3 separate regions of the Mus musculus genome follow, and all the other regions are linked to region 2. Evidence: chromatin contacts called from public HiChIP or PLAC-seq data. All regions are on one chromosome and are shown on one strand. The core of a region is the stretch at or near the end of the contact, and the rest is flanking DNA. Distances in the headings are between cores, read along the strand shown. Region 1 has its middle 10 kb from the start of Gm46811. Region 2 overlaps Dcst2 (DC-STAMP domain containing 2). Region 3 has its middle 42 kb from the start of Adar.

Evidence for each region. HiChIP or PLAC-seq counts read pairs in DNA pulled down with a chosen protein or histone mark.
Region 1: a contact with region 2 is called in an H3K27ac HiChIP or PLAC-seq map of microglia, with 5 times the contacts expected there. The contact joins two enhancer-like sites. A contact is called at or near these places in 3 of 39 promoter capture datasets (hippocampal neurons, pre-B cells and second pharyngeal arch cranial neural crest), 3 of 484 Hi-C or Micro-C datasets (CD4 T cells, cerebral cortex and embryonic stem cells), 9 of 115 datasets of contacts at active chromatin or transcription factors (embryonic basal ganglia, embryonic forebrain, embryonic hindbrain and 5 more) and 2 of 9 other capture datasets (adipose tissue and liver).
Region 3: an H3K4me3 HiChIP or PLAC-seq map of embryonic basal ganglia shows a contact between it and region 2, with 3 times the contacts expected there. The contact joins two enhancer-like sites. A contact is called at or near these places in 1 of 39 promoter capture datasets (second pharyngeal arch cranial neural crest), 1 of 484 Hi-C or Micro-C datasets (muscle stem cells), 3 of 115 datasets of contacts at active chromatin or transcription factors (bone marrow-derived dendritic cells, embryonic basal ganglia and forebrain) and 4 of 9 other capture datasets (adipose tissue, liver, macrophages and 1 more).

The regions. Positions count from the first base shown.
Region 1 is chr3:89,859,782-89,863,993 of GRCm38.p6, reverse strand. No RefSeq gene overlaps it. Among named protein-coding and RNA genes, the nearest start is that of Gm46811, 10 kb to the left of the region's middle. Within about 2 kb of position 2,828, at least 188 of the 459 cell types and tissues checked have an H3K27ac peak or open chromatin away from gene starts, as enhancers often do. A contact at or near this core is called in adipose tissue, cerebral cortex, forebrain and 4 more, where this site is marked.
Region 2 is chr3:89,376,300-89,380,556 of GRCm38.p6, reverse strand. Dcst2 (DC-STAMP domain containing 2) reads right to left here. Exons shown (of 15, transcript NM_001370853.1): 15 at 2,914-3,127. The coding sequence ends at 3,106. Zbtb7b (zinc finger and BTB domain containing 7B) reads left to right here. Exons shown (of 3, transcript NM_009565.5): 2 at 1-213; 3 at 563-2,913. The coding sequence ends at 1,031. Among named protein-coding and RNA genes, the nearest start is that of Dcst2, 13 kb to the right of the region's middle. Within about 2 kb of position 1,981, at least 281 of the 459 cell types and tissues checked have an H3K27ac peak or open chromatin away from gene starts, as enhancers often do. A contact at or near this core is called in adipose tissue, cerebral cortex, embryonic basal ganglia and 5 more, where this site is marked.
Region 3 is chr3:89,686,448-89,690,419 of GRCm38.p6, reverse strand. No RefSeq gene overlaps it. Among named protein-coding and RNA genes, the nearest start is that of Adar, 42 kb to the left of the region's middle. Within about 2 kb of position 1,294, at least 62 of the 459 cell types and tissues checked have an H3K27ac peak or open chromatin away from gene starts, as enhancers often do. A contact at or near this core is called in embryonic basal ganglia and forebrain, where this site is marked.

The sequences.
Region 1 (4,212 bases), core at 1,579-4,078, 480 kb before region 2:
CTGAACTCTGACTTGAAGCCTGAAGTTAATCATGGTTCTTTATTTTCTCATCTCTTTTTTGGATTCTAGTTAAAGCCTAAATATAGTTCTGAGACACTTTGGGTTTTCTTACTGGTTCTTGACCGTCAAGCCAAACTCAAAGGGCAGGACTTCCTCCTTCTGGCAGCTGACGGGATCTCTACTTTCCTGCTTGTTTTTGTTGAGTCAGAGCCCTGGCTGTCCTGGATCTCACTATGTAGACCAGGCGGCTGTTCATGAATTCAGGGAGATCCACCTGTCTCTGCTTCCCAACTGCTGGATTAAAGGTGTATGCTACCACAGCCAGCCTTGCTCCACTGTCTGTCTGTCTCTTTCCTTCTTTCTTCCATTTTTTTTTTAAGATCTATTGATGTATGTTATGTATATGGGTGCTTTGACTGCAGATGTGTCTGTACATCAGAAGTGGGCATCAGATCACATTGAAGATGGTTGTGAGCTGCCTCAGGCTGCTGGTAGTGAAAGTATAACATCGTAAAAACAGAATTCTAGGCCTTTAGGCCCAGGCTTGGGAATGTGGCCTTTGTAAAGGTAATCATAAAAGAAATAGCGACATTCCTCCATCCACCCGCTTCCTGGGTTCAAAGAGTGCTCATTCAAAGAAAGTCACCCAGAACCTGCAATGCAAATGTGCTATTGTTGGGGGCTCTTAAAAACTGTCTTGAGAGTTAACAATTACCAGGTATTCCTTGTGACTCTTGTAACTTTACACTTCCTTGTGACTCTTAACTGGTATCTTTGGTATCTTCCATCAACGCCCTCCCCACTTCCTTAAGTTGTGGTTTCTTCCTTTAAATACCCCCTTACCCAGCTACTCGGGGCGCCACGGTCCTCTACCCCTGCGTGGTGTATGACCATGGGCCCGAGAGCGCTCTTGAATAAAAAATCCTCTTGCAATTTGCAGCAAGACCCGTTTCTTGTGGGTGATTTTGGGGTGTCACCTCTCCTGAGTCAGAACATGGGGGAGTCCTCACGTTGTGGGTCTTTCAGGAGAACCTCTGGAAGGGCAGCCAGTGCTCTTAACTACTGAGCCATCTCTCCAGTCCCTGCTTTACTGTGTCTCAACCAAACTACAATACGAGGTTTTCTGGAGCTTCCAAAACAACAACAAAAACCAAAGCAAGATCCCTAAACTAAGTTCTTTCTTTCTTTCTTTCTTTCTTTCTTTCTTTCTTTCTTTCTTTCTTTCTTTCTTTCTTTCTTTCTTTCTTCCTTCCTTCCTTCCTTCCTTCCTTCCTCTCTCTCTTTCTCTTTTCTTTCTCTCCTCCTCTTTTCTTTTCTTTCTTTTCCTCCCCCTCCTCCTTCTCGTTGAGTTTTCTCTGAAGCTGAGAGTGACCTTGAGTCCCTGATTTCCTGCTCTTCCTCTCTTCCAAGGACGATAATGTCCTGGGAGTTGGGTGGGGCACTATCTCAGCCAGGCTGTTTGCGGCAGCAGTGCAGGGACCGGTGGCTGCTGTGCAGCTCTTCTTGGGGACAGCTGCCTCGGACCTGAGTTACAACCAGCAAAATGGCCTAAGAACAACATCTGTGAAATCAAAGCGGACCTGGGCTTTCTCTTTCCCTTTATGTGTATTACGTAGCAACATTTTCCGTGAGCATTGTTTCTATAATGAAAGGAAACTTTTCATTAAGAAGCTATAATCTCATCTCTCTTTTTGTCTTTGTTTCATTTTTTGGTTTCCTGAGGTGGATCTCCTATTATGTAGACCCAGCTCTGTAGACCAGGCTGGCCTTGAACTCACAGAGATCCACTTGCCTCTGCCTCCCAAGTGCAGGGATTAGAGGTGAGCGCACTGTGCCCTGCCTCCCTCTGTGTTTTTAGTAGGTTAAACTGTCTCAGAGCAGTTGTCTATGAAGGCCAGGCACAACACAGGCCTGTGGTTCCAGCTCCTTGGAAGGCAAAAAGATTATTTGAGCCCAGGAGTTCAAGGCTAATTTGGGCACCGTAGCCGGACTGAGTCTTTAACAGCCAATTGGGCATCACACACACTAAAATTGAAACAGCACAGAGAAAACAAGTGTGGGCCCTGCCCAAGGATGCAAATGTAAACCCATCTTTATTTTAAAAAACTGACCAACCAAAGAAACCCAGCAAGGGAACAAAGCGATTAGAGTCAAAGTCTCCCAAAGACATTTGTCCTGGAGGGGATGGTAGGTATGAGGTGACTCACGGTACCCTCTACTAAAGCTTGATACTCTGTTTTTAAAAGACAAGGGTTGTAGAAGCGATGTTTTAGGTGGAAACTCAGTTTAAAATAATCCAAAATGAGCACATCTTTGTTAACTCTCTGTCTCTGTCTAACTTATTTCTACTTTTTTGAGAGAGGGTTTCATCATGTAGCCCAGACTGTCCTGGAATGCGTTATGTAGACCAGGCTGTTAATTAGCTCTCAGTGGATGCCTTTTCTTGCCTCTACCACACCGGTTCACTCTTTGACAAGTCAACTGGATTAATCTGCAAGTGCAGTAATGCAGCTTTAAATGTAATTATTTCGAATCTGTTGTCCTATTCCTTTGTACACACGTATCAGAAGGCAAAGTGAGTCATTGAAAAGCCACGGAGGAAGCATTGTGAGTGAATGGTGAGCTCACTGTGACTCACAGTGTGGGGAAAGAAACTGGAACTGACCCTCCAGCCTCAGAGCAGAGCTCCTCAGAGCTTCAGCAGTCTGCCGGATTTCACAACCATCTGGGCCCAGGGGGTGTAGAAGGGGGAGGGGCTCCTGGGATAGGGGAAAGGCTGCCAGGAGGCCACCTGCCAGCCTCAGCCTAGCTTTGTCCTGGAGGGAGAGTCCTCCCTGTGTCTGTTTCCTTTGCCCCAAGTCCACTGGGATGCAGTCCAGAGGTGTGGCTGAACACAGAGGGCCAGTGCCTAGTTTCACATTGATGGGTAAAAGTAGGGGCTGCTTCTTCTCTTTCTAAACCGGCCATTCTTTCTCTGGATCTGGCTGCCGCAGGGGCATGCTCTCTAGCCTTTGGTCCAGGTTTCCTGGAGAGCTCAGACCTCCAGGGCTCTGGGGGAGAACTCTGCTCAGCACTGCAAACCTATACGTCCTGTTGGCCTGATATATTTCCATTGTTGGAGAGTAGAGTGGTGTGGGCTAGAGAGATGGCTCAGCTGCTAAAGGCTAGGCTCACAACCAAAATATAAGGGAGTAGAGGTGTGTTTTCAAAACTCAGTATTTATTCTGATTTTAGTGTATGAGTGCTTGCTTGAATGTATGACCACAGAGCCCATAGAGGTGTGGCTCCTGTGGAACTGCTGTGAGCCACATACGTGCTGGGAAGGGAAGTCTGCCCAAGCAGCCGTGCTCTAAGCCTGAGCATCCCCTGGACCTCACCTTACTGACCCTGTTCTGCAGACATGAAGGGTTCTGCAGGTGGAGTAGATGACCTGGAAGGGAAAGTAGAGGTGTGGCTTGGCATGGTGGCACACACTGGCTATCCCAGGACTAGGATGGTAGAGGCAGGGGGACCTTAAGTTTGTAGAGGCTTGGACTACATTAAAAAACAAAAACCAAATAAACACCACCACCACCCTGTCTCAACACCAACACTGACAAGCAAACACCTGGATTTGAGGCAGACCTGGTCTGCCCGTTGCTTCCCATGTGACTAACCCAGGACACATTGATCAGCTGAGCATTGAGATCCTTATTTGAAAAAGGAGGCTCCTTACACCTTCGCCCCTTCACAGTGCAGGAATCCAACACTCAGGACCTGAACCTGGGCTCTTACAAATATGTTCAGTCTGAATTCTAAAAAAGCATTACTCTGACTCCCCAGATGGGGCAGAAGGAGCATTGCTGCATGTAAACATCCTCTTTCCTTACACACGAATTCAGAAAACTGATAGGTACTTACAGCACCTGGTGGCAAATCGTAGCTATGCTCAGTAAGACCAGATGCTAGATGGCTCAGTGGTGAAGAGGACCAACTCCACTCCCAGTACCACATCTGGGGATCCAGAACCCTCTCCTTCATCTGCAGACACTGCACACATCCACACAAATAAAAATAACCAGGGCTGGAGAGAGGCTCACCAGTTAAGGGCACATACACGTCCATGTGCTAACTACTGCTTGTAGCCCTTGCTCCAAGGGACTGGATGCCTCTGGTCTCTGCAGAAAGGTGCACATACCAACCACCCCTCTTCACATCACTAAAAATTGGAAA
Region 2 (4,257 bases), core at 732-3,231:
GATGGCTTACCTAAGTTCGCTGCACCAGGACGCCCTGACACCAGGCCTGGATGGCCAAGACAAGCTGGTGCGTAAACGCCGTTCACAGATGCCCCAAGAGTGCCCAGTCTGTCACAAGATAATCCACGGGGCAGGCAAACTGCCTCGGCACATGAGGACCCACACTGGTGAGAAGCCCTTTGCCTGTGAGGTCTGCGGCGTCCGCTTCACCAGGTGAGCACCAGGTGGGGACAGCCCAGAATGGGCTGAGGGTGGCTGTACAATGATTGGTGTGGGGGCCAGCTCTCTGGTGGGTTCCTAGAATGAGGTGGGAGGCCAAAAGAGGCAAACAAGGGCATGCTCGGGAGTGGGCTAGTTCCCAAGAAGATTGAACTGGAAGCAGAGGAGCTCATAGTGCCAGGGCCCATTGAGCTAAGGGCTAATCAAAAAGGGTCTCCTGGGGCAGCAATGGGGAAACCGCAGTGAGGAACAAGGGTGGGTCAAGGCCCGGGGGCGTGGCTAAAATGCCCTGGGGATCCTATCCTGAATCCTGAGTGTCTGCCCTTTCCCCTGCTCGTACTAGGAATGACAAGCTGAAGATCCACATGCGGAAGCACACAGGAGAACGCCCCTACTCGTGCCCCCACTGCCCAGCCCGCTTCCTGCATAGCTACGACCTCAAGAACCACATGCACCTGCACACCGGGGACCGGCCCTATGAGTGCCACCTGTGCCACAAGGCCTTCGCCAAGGAGGACCACCTGCAGCGCCATCTCAAGGGTCAGAACTGCCTGGAGGTGCGCACCCGAAGGCGCCGCAAGGATGACGTGGCAGCCCCTCACTACCCACCGCCCTCGACCACCACCTCATCCCCTGCTGGCCTCGACCTTTCCAATGGCCACCTGGACACCTTCCACCTCTCTCTGGCTCGATTCTGGGAGCAGTCGGCCACCACGGGACCCCCAGTCACTACACAAGGGCCCCCTGAGGAGGAGGAAGAGGAAGGGACACCCACCACACCACAGGCCGAAGGTGCCATGGAGTCCTCTTAAAAGAGGGATGAATGGGCAGGCTGGAACAGCCTGGGACACCACGCCAAGCAACGGGGAGCACATAAAACAAGTGGTATCGGGGTCGGGGGTGCTGAACCTTGTTGGTATCAGAATCGAACGCCTCTTCCCCCCAGAGCCTTCATTCCAATTACAAGCTGAGGTTTTGGGGCACAAGCTCTCTAGATTGGGGTGATCACCCAAGGAGTTAAACATGAAATATATGTCTGTTTGTCTGTCTGTGTGTGTATATATATATGTGTGTGTGTGTGCACGCGCGTGTGTGTGTTACACACACTCTCTGCACACACACACATATATATACACACACAATAAAGGTGGGTCCCTGTCCCCAGCCACTACTGGGGAATTGAAGCAATAATCTATCTCTGATTTGTGGGGTCCCACTTCGGCTATGCGGGTTTCTAGGAGGCTGGGGCTTAGGACCAAATCCTTGCTCTACTCCCATGCCCCCTGGGTTTTGGCTGTGAAGGGGTGGACTGCCCCTCCCTTCCGAGACCCCTCCTTCCTGGTTTCTGTTCCTTTTTCCTGGCCGTAAATTATGCAAAGGGGGGTGGCAAAGGAAGGGTAAGAGGGGGGAAACAAGGTAGAGGCTTGAAAGACTGGGGTGGCGGCGGTGGGGACTGGGCCTGTAAGGACGGAGCCATCCCAGTCCCCCTCCACCCAGTTCCAACGCTGAGTCATGGGGTCCTGGAGAAGAGGAGGGCAGGGTGGCCTGATTGGCTCGCCCGCCCCTGGGGGTAGCAGAAGGTCTCCGCCCAGCTAAGGGAGCTCTCCACCTCTTCCCTCCCGCGTCCCGGGGCAGGGAATGTCTTGTTCCTGGCGCTCCCTCCCTGGGGCCAGAGGGCAGGGCGGGCCGGGCGTCTTACCCTCTTCTCCTCCCTACCTCCCCGCCCAGGTGCAAGCGGGAGCCGCCTCTGCTGCTTGCTGCCCCTGACTCACGCCGCCCCCGGGCTGGCGGGCGCTGGGTGTGGGATGGGGTGAGGGGTTGAGGTAGCCTTGTAGGGAGCGGACAAGCTAGCGCCATCTGGTGGCCATGCCCTGTAAGGGCGAGCGCTACCCCCCAACCCCACCCCCCAGCGACCACTTTTCATGAGCTAGGGTCACACCCAGCCATCTAGGCCTGTGAACGGGTGCCCCCTTGCCAACATGGTGGCTAGGCAAGGCAACTCACTTGCCCCTGGGAAAAGTGAGCTGCGGAGCAGACCCAGAGGTAAGGGAACCTTTCCTCAGACCTTGCCTGGCACTCTTAGGACTGAGTCCACCCCCGTTCTGTACATAGCCTCTTCTGATGGTCTTGTTGAAATCCAATTTCACATTTTTAACTATCAGTTTTCCTGGGGTGGGGAAGAGTCTTCACCCCACCCCTTCCTCGCTGGGTGCTGGACCCCCATTGCGGCCTGGGCTCTGCCTTGCACTATTTACCCCTTTGGCCTAGTGGCCCTTCCCCCTCCTGGAAAGGGGCAGGTTCAGGGGCCCGGTGCTCTCCTCTCCCCATGCACCTCCATGCCCATTTGCACAGCTGCCCAGGTACCCCCAACAGTGGGGAAGGGCCACACAGGGAGGGGTGGCGGGACCAGTCCCTGTATCTATTTAAAAAGTGATGATGTAATATATTAGGAGGGAGGTCAGGTACCCTGGGCCTCATCTTAGCATTTCAGGTGATAGGGGAGCCCAGGGCTGGAGAAACCTGGGGCTTAGTCCCAGAGAGTGGAGACAGTGGCCTCCACTCTCTCTCCTTGTGGCTTCCCCACTCAGTGCCTTAGTGGGGGAACGCATTCCCCTCCCCCATTCCCTTCATCTACCCCTGCCCCTGCCTCGGGTGTAAGTGACAGGAAGAAATAATAATAATTTAAGATTCATATTTGTGTCCACTTTTGGTTCCTTTATTGGGGGAGGGGGGCGGCAGTGGGAGGGGTCGGGAGGGTCTGAGGCTGGGGAGGGGTCTTGTTTGGGGACAGGGATTTCCGAAGTGGTGCCTGGGGTTCTGGGAGAAAGGGGAGGCCCACAAAGCCAGATGAGCTTCTGGGAGATGCTGTGGACGCTTCCTCTGAAGTCACTGCTTTCTGTCCTGGTTCCTGGGAGGAGAGGAAGGACCAGTAAACTCAAAGTCACTGGTGGGTAACCTCTGCCACCGTCCCAGCTCGGGCCCTAACTGCCGCCCTTCTGGCATCCATCCCAGTTCTTCCTTTCCTCTCTTCTTTGTTTTTATAACTCTGTCTCTGTTTTGTTGAGACGGGGTTTCTCTGTGTAGCCCTGTCCCTGTAGACCAGACTGGTCTCAAACTCACAGATCCGCCTGCCTCTGCCTCCCAAGTGCTGGGATTAAAGGCGTGCACTACCACCTAGTGCTCTGAGGACCTGGCAACTGGAATACCTCTCTCCAACCCAGCCAGGGTATCAGCAAATTGCCCCGACTGCTCAAAGGCGATTGTCTCTGTTCCCGAAATTACTCATCCGTTCTTCTCTCCTACCGACCCAGAAAAAGACTTCAACTCTCAAACTCGTGGCTACCATATTTACAAGAGGAAAACAATGGGATCAGCCTTCCAAAAGCTGAGAGAGGACAGTCACTATACATTTCAAACCAACCTGGCCTACAATATTGAGGCCCTGTCACCAAAGGCAAAAAAAAAAAAAAAAACCTCCTCTGACTAAGAACAAAGGCTTCACTATCACCTGCCCCTTAACTCTACCTGGAAGTCCCTCAGCCTCCCAGGGCCAGTTTCTTTGCACTCTTCCTCACAGCAGACATTTCATTCTCTACCACCCACTCTGAAAACTATGTCACTCCCAGACACCTCTCGGGTCTCAGCAGGTGTCCTTGCCTCCTACTCCCTAGAGAAATTGAGGCTGGAGCAGTCTGCAGTCTGTTTAGAAGGGTCTCCACTCTTCAGTCTCAGAGCAGCCCCTCTGGCTACCTCATGCACCATTGCCTGGCCCAGCTCTTCCTCTGGTACCTTAGTCCAGGGCTGGAGGTTGAGCTTGTGCTCTCACAAGCACTCTGCTACTACACTGCATTCATAGACTTCAATGCTCTTTTCCATCTCCTAAATGTACTGGGATGCAGAAACACCTGTTGGTGCCGTGTACCTTGTATGTGAAGCCAATTCTTTATCATCAGGCTTCCTTTTTTTAGAGCCAAGCATGGTAGCACATCATAACTTTCATTCTATGGAGACTGAGGTAGAAGGGTTACAAGTTCAAGG
Region 3 (3,972 bases), core at 45-2,544, 310 kb before region 2:
ACTCAGAAATCCACCTGCCTCTGCCTCCCAAGTGCTGGGATTACAGGCGTGCGTCACCACTGCCTGGCTGGACTTTAACTTTCTGAGGCTGCAAGCCAAATTAAAAGGTTTCTTAATAGGTTGCCTTGGTCTTTGTGTGTTATCACAGCAAGAGAAAAGTAACTAAGACACATGTAAAGTTCATACATTGGAAACAGCAGCAGGCGTGGCCACCATGCCCAGTTATGTGTTTGTGTGTGTGCGCTGTGTGTGTGTTGAATAGATAAATGTCACATGTATAGACAGGTGTACTCACATGTAATGCCCAGAAGTTGACATCTGGATAATTTCTCCAAACACTTCTGGGCCTCTATTTATCAATTTGGGGGCAGTCTCTCACTGAACTTTGCCATTTTGGATAGAATGGCCATCAAACCCCCAGGATCTGCCTGTTTCTAACTCCCAAATCTACATCACAGGCAGCATAACCAGACCTGGCTTTTATTTGGATGCTGGAGATTTGAACTCAGGCTTGTGCAATAAACATTTTACCCATTGAGCCAACTCCTTGACTCCTGGCTTAAAATATCCTATTCTTCATCAAGATTTCTATTTTATCTGCATCTATTTAGGTTCATATTTCTTATTTTATTCAGTGAGTTTTATTATGTTACTGTATTATTTGTTTTGATGTTTTAATTGAAGATTTGTCCCTGAGAAAGCCTCCACACTAGCCTCCCTCTTCACACACACACACACACACACACACACACACACACACACACACACCTTCAGTTCTACAAAGGGACACTTTATTCTACAAGCTAGAAGTATTCCCTATATCTTTCTGACGTGCTCCAATTATTAACCAATGTCTAAAAACCTTTATGAAAGGCTGAATTAGCTGTATATAGAATTTGGCTAATTGCATTTGCTCAGAGTGGTATTTTCTGTTAAAGCGAAGTATCCTGAGAGAATGTTAAATCACAAGGCAGGAGAGGATATAAATGAAAATGCTGATTTATCAATGGGAGCTCTTGGAGTGTCTGGTCTATCAGGAGAAATGAAGCCATCCCATGTTTTCCCCTCTAGGAGATTATAATTAGAAGCTGAGCCTTTGCACAGCATTTTAAAGTTACTCTTAATTTTCAGCTTCTCATTAAAATGTATATTTGTTGTCTGGGAAGACTTATTAATAGTTCTGCAAACTCTCTGCTGCTTGTTAGGAACAGATTGTATATGTAAATAGGCTTTTCAGGCGCTTGAGAGCAAACACCTCCCTCGTCGGGGCTGTACACTTGGAGAATACTAACCAGGGGGCATTGTGCAGCGCCGGTCCCTCCGGGGGCATCGTGCAGCGCCCGTTCCTCCGGAGGCATCGAGCAGCGCCGGTCCCTCCGGGGGCATCGTGCAGCACCCGTTCCTCCAGTTCTTTGCCAGCACCTTGAGGGCGGCTCCTTCAGCAGCATCACCTCTAAATCTGCCTGAAGCCATCAGGGACGACTGCTCCTAGAAACCCAGGAAATGCTGGCTTGGGTGGAGCCCGTGGTCCCGCAGGCACTTCCCTTCTGTCCACCGGATGGCAGCATTGAGTCAGGGCTGCAGCCTGGCAAGGACTGGCTCTGGGAAGATAGAAAGACCAGGTTTCTTCCTGAGAGAACCAGGTTCCTGTGTTCTCCTAGGCAAGCCTCTAAAACCACATAGAGTGAGGTTTGCCCACCCCACCTTCGCTGCGCCGGGTAAACAATGACAGCATTGTGGTGTATTCGGTGTCGATTTCCTTGAGAATCCGAGGATACATCTCAGATAGGCTTTCAAGGTTCAGACTTAGAAGGTGCAATTGGGCAAGCAGGCTGAATTCCCTAGCTCAGTTCATGTAGAAGCCATTGAATGTAAAGGATTAATGGCGTTATTTAATGAGAGGCTAGGGGTACTTCTCAGGAAGAGAATGCCTGCCAAGCATTGCAAAAGCAAGACATACCCTACAAACACTCAGGAGAATAGAAGAAAAAACTGTTGGGTGTCTGTCTGCTTTGCCTTTACCCTAAGCCTAACCGTGAGCTAGCATCAGAACTTCATGGAAGGACTCCTTAAAGCACAGATTGCTGGCTCCATCCCCAAAGCTCTTCACTCAGTAGACTTAGGCTAGGGTCAGCTTATTAGCATTTTAACAAGTTTTCTGGTGATGTTGATGCAGCTGGACCAGGGAATTGGTCCATTTAATCACATTTAATCCTCAGCAGCCCTTTGATATAAGCATTGTCCTTTTGCAGATAAGAAGCAAAAATACTTGAGGCTAGGGATGTAGTCTAATGGAAGAGCTAGACAAATTCCCTTCACAGGCTAAAATATGTGCCTTGTTGGTCTGACTCCCAAAACCTCCCTCCGTGTACTGCACATGTACTTTGGCGGTTCCTCTGAGTGCCATGGTTTCCAAACACATAAACATGGGACAGATATCGGTTCTGACAGTTGGAGACTTTAAGAGTTTAGCACTTTATCTTTGGAGTCGCTCAGGGTGAAAGCTACGAAGGTGCCGAGCAGGCGTGGCAGACTTGCTTCTGTGTGCAGGATGCAGCTGTTTGCGCTGTCTACTGAAATGTCTTTGGAAATGAAGTGTTGATACTGTTCAGTATTTCGGCCCCCAAACCCTAACCGTGGATCTGGAAGACGGTGTGAAAATGAGGCAGAAGGAAGAAACTACAGAATCTGTGAGCTTACCCATGGAGGGGACACAGTTTGCCTGTGGAAATGAGCAACTAAAATTGGGTGGCCTTTCCCTAGCGGGGATTTGACATAATAATGACTCTTCCACAGAGCCCTGTGTCATCTGGGCTGGACTGAGCAGAGGCTCAGTGTTTGCTCTCCAGGTGACTGATGCTTTCTTCCATCAATTCCCCAACTCTAGATCCACAATCAAACCTGAGCTCTCAGAGGCAATATTTGGAAATAGTATTTGTGAAGACAGGGTGGGGGTGGGAAAAAGACATGGAAAATAGAATGGAGGGGGAGGTGGAAAGAGGGATGGAGGGAAGGAGGGAGGGAGGGATGAATGGAGGGAGGGAGAGAAAGAGGGAGGAAGGGAGGGAAGGCAGGCAAAGGCAACTTTTAAAAGGGCTTATTTTGGCTCTGAATTCCAAGAGGACACAGTCCATGGTGACAGCAAAGTGTGGCAAAAGGAGCATCAGGAAACGGCCACAGTGCATCTATAGTCAGAAAGTGTGAACCAGGAAGAGCCATGGATCCTGGTTTGAGCAGGTAACAGCACAGTACATCTTGATGGGGGGTGGGGGGAGGGGCGAGGGCCAGGATGCAGGGACGCCTGTTCATCCCATGGTAAACTTGTTCTTCCTTGCTTAGGGTGAGCGTGCTCATCTCACTTTCTCCTTCTTTGGGACCCTACCCAGGAGATGACGACATCCACATTGAAGGCGAGACTTTCCACCTCAACGAACCAGAATCTAAACATTCCCTCACAGACATGTCCAGAGATCAGTTTTCATGGTGATCCTAAATCCTACCAAGTTGATGACAAGACTGGCATCACAGTGTCCAAACACCTGGAAGAGAGAAGTGTCTACCCGGCAGGGATTGAGAATAAAGCATATGGCCGGGTGTGGTGGCGCATGCCTTTAATCCCAGCACTCGGGAGGCAGAGGCAAGCGGATTTCTGAGTTCGAGGGCAGCTTGGTCTACAAAGTGAGTTCCAGGATAGCCAGGGCTATACAGAGAAACCCTGTCTCGAAAAACCAAGAGAGAGAGAGAGAGAGAGAGAGAGAGAGAGAGAGAGAGAGAGAGAGAAGGGGAGGGGAGGGGAGGGGAGGGGAGGGGAGGGGAGGGGAGGGGAGGGGAGGGGAGGGGAGGGGAGGGGAGGGGAGAGGAGAGGAGAGGAGAGGAGAGGAGAGGAGAGAAGAGAAGAGAAGAGAAAAGAGAGAGAATAAGGCGAATAAGGCGTGTGGAGATTGTGCTCCGCTCTGCTCCAGGGAGCCTGGA